Linked DNA regions of Sus scrofa: region 2 is linked to region 1. Evidence: chromatin contacts called from public Hi-C data. All regions are on one chromosome and are shown on one strand. The core of a region is the stretch at or near the end of the contact, and the rest is flanking DNA. Distances in the headings are between cores, read along the strand shown.

Region 1 (2,811 bases), core at 182-2,681:
TCAGTCCCAGGAAATCTAGAATGAAGGACGGTGGTAGCATTACTGAGCTGGCCATAGCAAAACACAACTGGTTGCTCATCTTGCAGAACATCTTTAGAAAAGCTGTACAGACTATCTCAGAACTGTCTGTAGAGGAAGAAGGGTGGGCAATTTATCTTCTGGCTTTCTCCCCATCTCTTTTTTTGCATTGGTCCAAATTCACCCCTTATGGGAATGACTTTCTTGTACTTCCCGGTACATTACTCAGCTTCTCCAGGCAGACTTAGGGGGAGCCAGAGTCTCCACAGATCCAACAGGGCTCAAATCCAATGTCTCTTTCTGATAGCGGGTGTCACATGTGGGTCTGTAATGGTGACTCTGCTGGCATTTGGTGCCTGTCTCTGGGGCCATTCTTGCTGGCCAGTAATCAAAGAAAGTGTAGGCATGAAGGGTGTGTTGAGTTAGACTTACTGGCTTTGAGTAATACAGAATCTGGGTCCAAACCCAGTGTGTGTTCCCAACAAGCTGAGAAGAGATCTCTTTGTTTTTCTTTTGGTTTTACTGAAATATAATTGGCATATACCCTTGTATAAGTTTGAGGTATATGGCATAATGATTTTCAAGCAGATTTCTTTTCTAGTTTTACTCACTTTAAAGGGGTTAGATCTCTTCCAGGAGTTGGTTTCCTCACTCCTGAGTCTCTAGCACTTACCTGTTCTTCCAGAGCCATAGGAAGATGGGCCAGTGCTTATTTTCATGGATGAATAAATTCAGTAACCCCTATTAACCATGAAGAATGTGCAAATTAGGAAATCTTACTTTGTATCTTCACTGTGTGGAACATTCTTTAACTGTAAGGGAATAAAATCATTTTTAGGATCTGCGATCCTCTAGATATTGGCTAACTTGTATTTCTACAATCACGATACTTTATCAAAACAAAATGTAAATCCAAAACTTGTTTTGTCTTAAACGGTGTGTTTCTTTGGTTGGACCAAGATTTTTATTTTCTCCACTGTTTTCATAAAGCACACAAAAACTGCTGAGTTTGAATTATATAAGCCCAACAGGGACAGAAAGCACTGGATTCATTCAAGGAGAAGGAGAGGAGGTAAAAGGAGACACAATTCAGATCATCCAAAAAGGACTGTTTTCCTTCTGGAGCAGATTTGTAAATGATATGTTTTTCTTCTTGTCTACATTTTCTATGCTTGTAAAAACTTTTAACAGAGGAGTTTCCTTTCTTTAATAGTATAAGCCAACCTCCATCAATGGAGCTTCCTCTCTATAAAGTTCTCTCAACCATATATTTGGAAACTCATGTCTATAAAAGGCAGATTTGGAGACATAAGTCTGATTTAACTCCAAATGTCAGCAGCAATACTTGAGCCACATTCCTGTTAGCACTTGTCACCAACAAACACAATTTAGCCAATGATTCTTGGTGAGAAGCATCACATGTGTCACGGGAAGCCCAGGAATCCCATTCTCCGCAGTGGGGACATGCTCTCAGGCTCACTGTGCCACATTCCCGTCTCCACTGCATATTGCAATGTGGTGACCAGGCCCTGCCTGTCCTGACAGGTTTATGATGAAACTGGAGTATTTTAGCTGCCCCTATAGCCACAGCCCTGGAGCAGACTTATGATCTGGGTGAAGTGCTCTGAGTTTTGGTCAACACTGTCAAAATAAAATAGCTTTGGAAGAAGGGTGGCTGCTAGGGAAAAAAGTCAACTACAGATGTTCTAACTGGTCTGAGAATTCATTTTGGACACTAGAAGGAGCTTAGTGTCTAGACTCAGACACAATTAAGTTTTATTCCTGGCTTGATCATTTGTATCCTAGCGTGGGTTTGTATCCTATCTGTTTCTTCTCTGCAAGATGGGGATACTAATTCTGCCCTCAGAAGATTCTTGTGAAGATGGAATAAGATTGTTTGGAACTACTAGGCTTGCCCAACTCCTAGTCGGTCTTCAGTAAGAATTCTACCTTTCTGTTTCTCCTTCTTCCTCTGCCCTGTACACCCTCCCTCCAACATTTCTACAGACCAGGTATCCTGAGACCCTGTTGCGTGGCTTACACAGCAGTTATCTCTCATCTGTCTTGATGCCTTCTATTATCCATGCTAGAAAAGCTAGATTTTCCTTTCCCAGCTTCCTAAGCACCTGGTGATGAAGGACACACTTCTGGTCAAAAGGACATAAAAGGATGTCTCCTAAGAGTTTTCAGGGAAAGTTTGGGTTTACTGATAAACAGAAGCAGCTGGAAAAATTCTTATTCCTTCCTTCCAGAATGCCTGGGGTCTGGGACAGCTTTTTTGTGACCATGTGGCAATAGGCATGCTATAAAATCCAAAAGAATCGCAATCTTGCAGAGATACAGGTCCTCACTGGCTTGCAGCTGCCTATCCCAGTCTTTCAGTAGGCAAGGAAAAATTTCTATTTAGTCAAGCACTTGACAGATATACACGCACACATACAAACATATATTAGGTAAATGGGACGGGGTATGAGGAAGGGGAGGGAGAAAGAGAGGGAGGGATTTTGTGTCTGTGTGTGTGTGTGTGAGAGAGAGAGAGAGAGAGAGAGGGATTACTCCTATAATATACTGCTGGGGAAGCAAAATCCTCTGATTTCTGAAGTACTAAATATCAATGTGGTAGGCTGCATAACAGTCCCCCCAAGATATCTGGAACTTGTGAATATTTCCTTACATGGCAAAAAAGACTTTACAAATGTGATTAAGTTTAAGATGCTTGAATATGAGATTATTAGAGAGGGACATAAATGCCATCATGTGTATCCTTATAAGACGGATACAGAGGGAGATGGA
Region 2 (2,811 bases), core at 83-2,582, 68 kb after region 1:
AAATACATCCTAGGTAACATCAATTTATGAGAGCATTACTTAACACCCCCATTCCCCCATGTGGCTAACACAGATTTATGGAGAAGTCAGCTCTCTTAGTTTTGGGTTGATCAATTTTGCTTGTATGTATTATTAATAACATAATATATATATTATACATTATAATTATTGTGTATTATGCATAATATATTAATATTATGTTCAATCACAAGTTTTTTAGAAGAATCTTTTACAGACTTTTCCCCATTTTAAAAATAAGGATTACTTAATTAAAACCACACAGTTTAATTTACTAATCCACTTGACTGGCTCCCTTCAAATCTGTGGGACACTCACTTTTCCATCAGGATAATTCTCTTCTTAGGCCAGAGAGATCTGAGTAAGCTTGACAGCATTAATCTTTATACTAATATTACCTCAACTTAATTTTGTTCTTATTTTATTCATAACAATTAAACATACATTGTGTTCCAGAATTTTCTTTTCTTGTTCCAGTCTAGTGGATGACCTTATACATTAGTGCACGCATACAGTATGTTTTGGACCAAATGTGGATCTATGATTCTACTGGTAAGACAACTGCAGTTGACTATGGAGCTTTTTTTTGGCCATGCCCATGGCATGCAGAACTTCCTAGACCAGAGATTGAACCTGTGCCACAGCACTGATAATGCTGGATCCTTAACCTGGTGAGACATGAGGGAACTCCTGACTATGGAACATTTAAAATGCAGATGCTTAAGCACTGACACCAAGTCTTCTGAATCAGATTGCTCAAGGGTTGAAGTGTGACTTCAATTAAAGTATGAGTCCAGGGCTTGCGGAACCCCAGGTCCTAAGGCAACAGTGTATGCCCCCATTCTGCATGAACTTTGAGTGACTGCAGGAACTTTGACAGCATTAGAGTTTGCCATACTTCACGGCATAGAGAATTGTAATGGCCTGTTATACCATAAGATCATCTCTATGACAGCTGGAGAAAATGCATTCTGAGCATTCAAAAATACTTCCAGCAAGATAGTGGCAAAGCTGGTGCAAAGCTGATGACAGACAGGACTGCTGCCTTCATTTAGAGCTCTTACTCTTAAGCAGGTTAATTAATGCATGAAGTCATTACAGCTTTCTGTCAAAGTGAACTTTACTTGAACCTCTTTCAAAGGAAACATATAAAGGGCTGACATAGATGCATAAAATTTTGATAATTTGGACATTAAGAAGAGCCAGATGTCCTTTTATTAAATACATACTCCTATTCTGAGTACTGTCAGTATTAAAGGAGGTGAGCAGGGGTGGGAACTTTTAAAACGGGAGCAATAACATGATGTAGTTAGCGGTAGAACATTTTTAGTTCTTGGATATGATTATAGGTGTGTCTTTGATCCTGGAAATTGAAATAATTTTTTTTTACAAAATTGTTAAATATACATGTTTTAGAAAAAGGAAGTTGTGTCACAGCTAATGATATGCACCTTTTGGCAGAGACCAGCAAGATGTCTACCAAAGACATTTATTTTCCTTTCTGGATAAACAGACTACAAATCCCATCCTCTCCTGCAATTAGTTAGGGCTGGTCATGTGACTGAGTTATAGCCAATGGAATATCAGTGGAAAGATGGGTGCTACTTCAAGGCCTGGGCTATAAAATCTTTCTGTGCATTAGTCTTTCTCTCTCCATCTGCTAGCAAGCTTCTGAGAACCTGGCAGAGAATTTCAAAGGCCTTGGGGATGGCCTAGTTGTAAGATGGAAGGAGTCAGGTCCTGGAATCACCAAGTAGAAGATTCCCCAATAAACACCCCACTGATACTGAGATCAACTTCACATAGACGCCCAGTGGATTGTGTTAAGCCACTGAGAGCTGTCTGGTTAAACGGCATGACATTATGTAGCTGATACACCATGTCCCAATCCCCTTCCTCTCTATGAACTCATGCCCTGTAAGTGCTAGGAACCAACGAAGAAAGGGTCAGTTCTACTTAAAGAGAAGGAGGATACTATCCTTAGTGGGAGATTTGAAAACCATAAAGTGAAGAGCAGCCCTACGTAAAATGAGGACACTTCTTCTAAAAAGGAATTTGGATTTTTTATTACAAGACAACTTTGAATTTATAAAATTGCTTTGTTATATGAATAATATAAAGCACTATAAAGGCCTTTCCTTCTCCTTCCAGAAATACCATCTCCTCTTTGGTTTGTTATGCTATACAAAGGCCCCTTTGGTTTAAGAGATTACCTTCAGAAATCTGATAATAAAACACCTATTTTAACCAAAAGGGAACAAAGTAATGGGGATCTTGTCTCTAAAATACTGCATGGTTCATTTATTCTATTAACTTGTCACCTTGGAAATCAGTAGACTATCTAAATATATTGAAATCCTCCAGGGGGATTCCTCTTCATTAATATTCAAATAAAAAGCTTGAGCTTCCCATCTACATTTTGTGAGAAGTCACCACCCTCTTCCAGATCATGGAATTTCACAGGGGATTATATTATTGTGTTTATTCTTTACTCCACATTTCAGGTAAAGCTGAAATATTAATTATGCCAATTGTTGCCTTATTTCCTTGCCTGTGTTCTTTTCTTCATACCACTCTGGGTGCCATTTTTCCTTCCTCTCTTATTACCTTAAAATAATCATGTAAAATTTTTGAGTGTATCTGATTGTGAAAGCAATGATTCTTTGCGCTGCTGACATCACAGATAAATGGAAACTTCTTTCTGTAACAGAGAGAACAATCCCAAGGTAAATCCAAACAACAAAATGAAACCAACAACAGCAGCAGCAGCAGCAGCAGCAGCCACAAAATAGG

Evidence for each region. A called contact is a pair of places that touch in the nucleus more often than the background predicts.
Region 2: a Hi-C map of subcutaneous adipose tissue shows a contact between it and region 1, with 3 times the contacts expected there. The contact joins two enhancer-like sites. A contact is called at or near these places in 9 of 47 Hi-C or Micro-C datasets (embryonic fibroblasts, fetal heart ventricle, heart right ventricle and 5 more).

The regions. Positions count from the first base shown.
Region 1 is chr16:24,804,065-24,806,875 of Sscrofa11.1, forward strand. No RefSeq gene overlaps it. Among named protein-coding and RNA genes, the nearest start is that of DAB2, 29 kb to the left of the region's middle. Within about 2 kb of position 1,432, at least 2 of the 83 cell types and tissues checked have an H3K27ac peak or open chromatin away from gene starts, as enhancers often do.
Region 2 is chr16:24,871,694-24,874,504 of Sscrofa11.1, forward strand. No RefSeq gene overlaps it. Among named protein-coding and RNA genes, the nearest start is that of DAB2, 96 kb to the left of the region's middle. Within about 2 kb of position 1,333, at least 1 of the 83 cell types and tissues checked has an H3K27ac peak or open chromatin away from gene starts, as enhancers often do.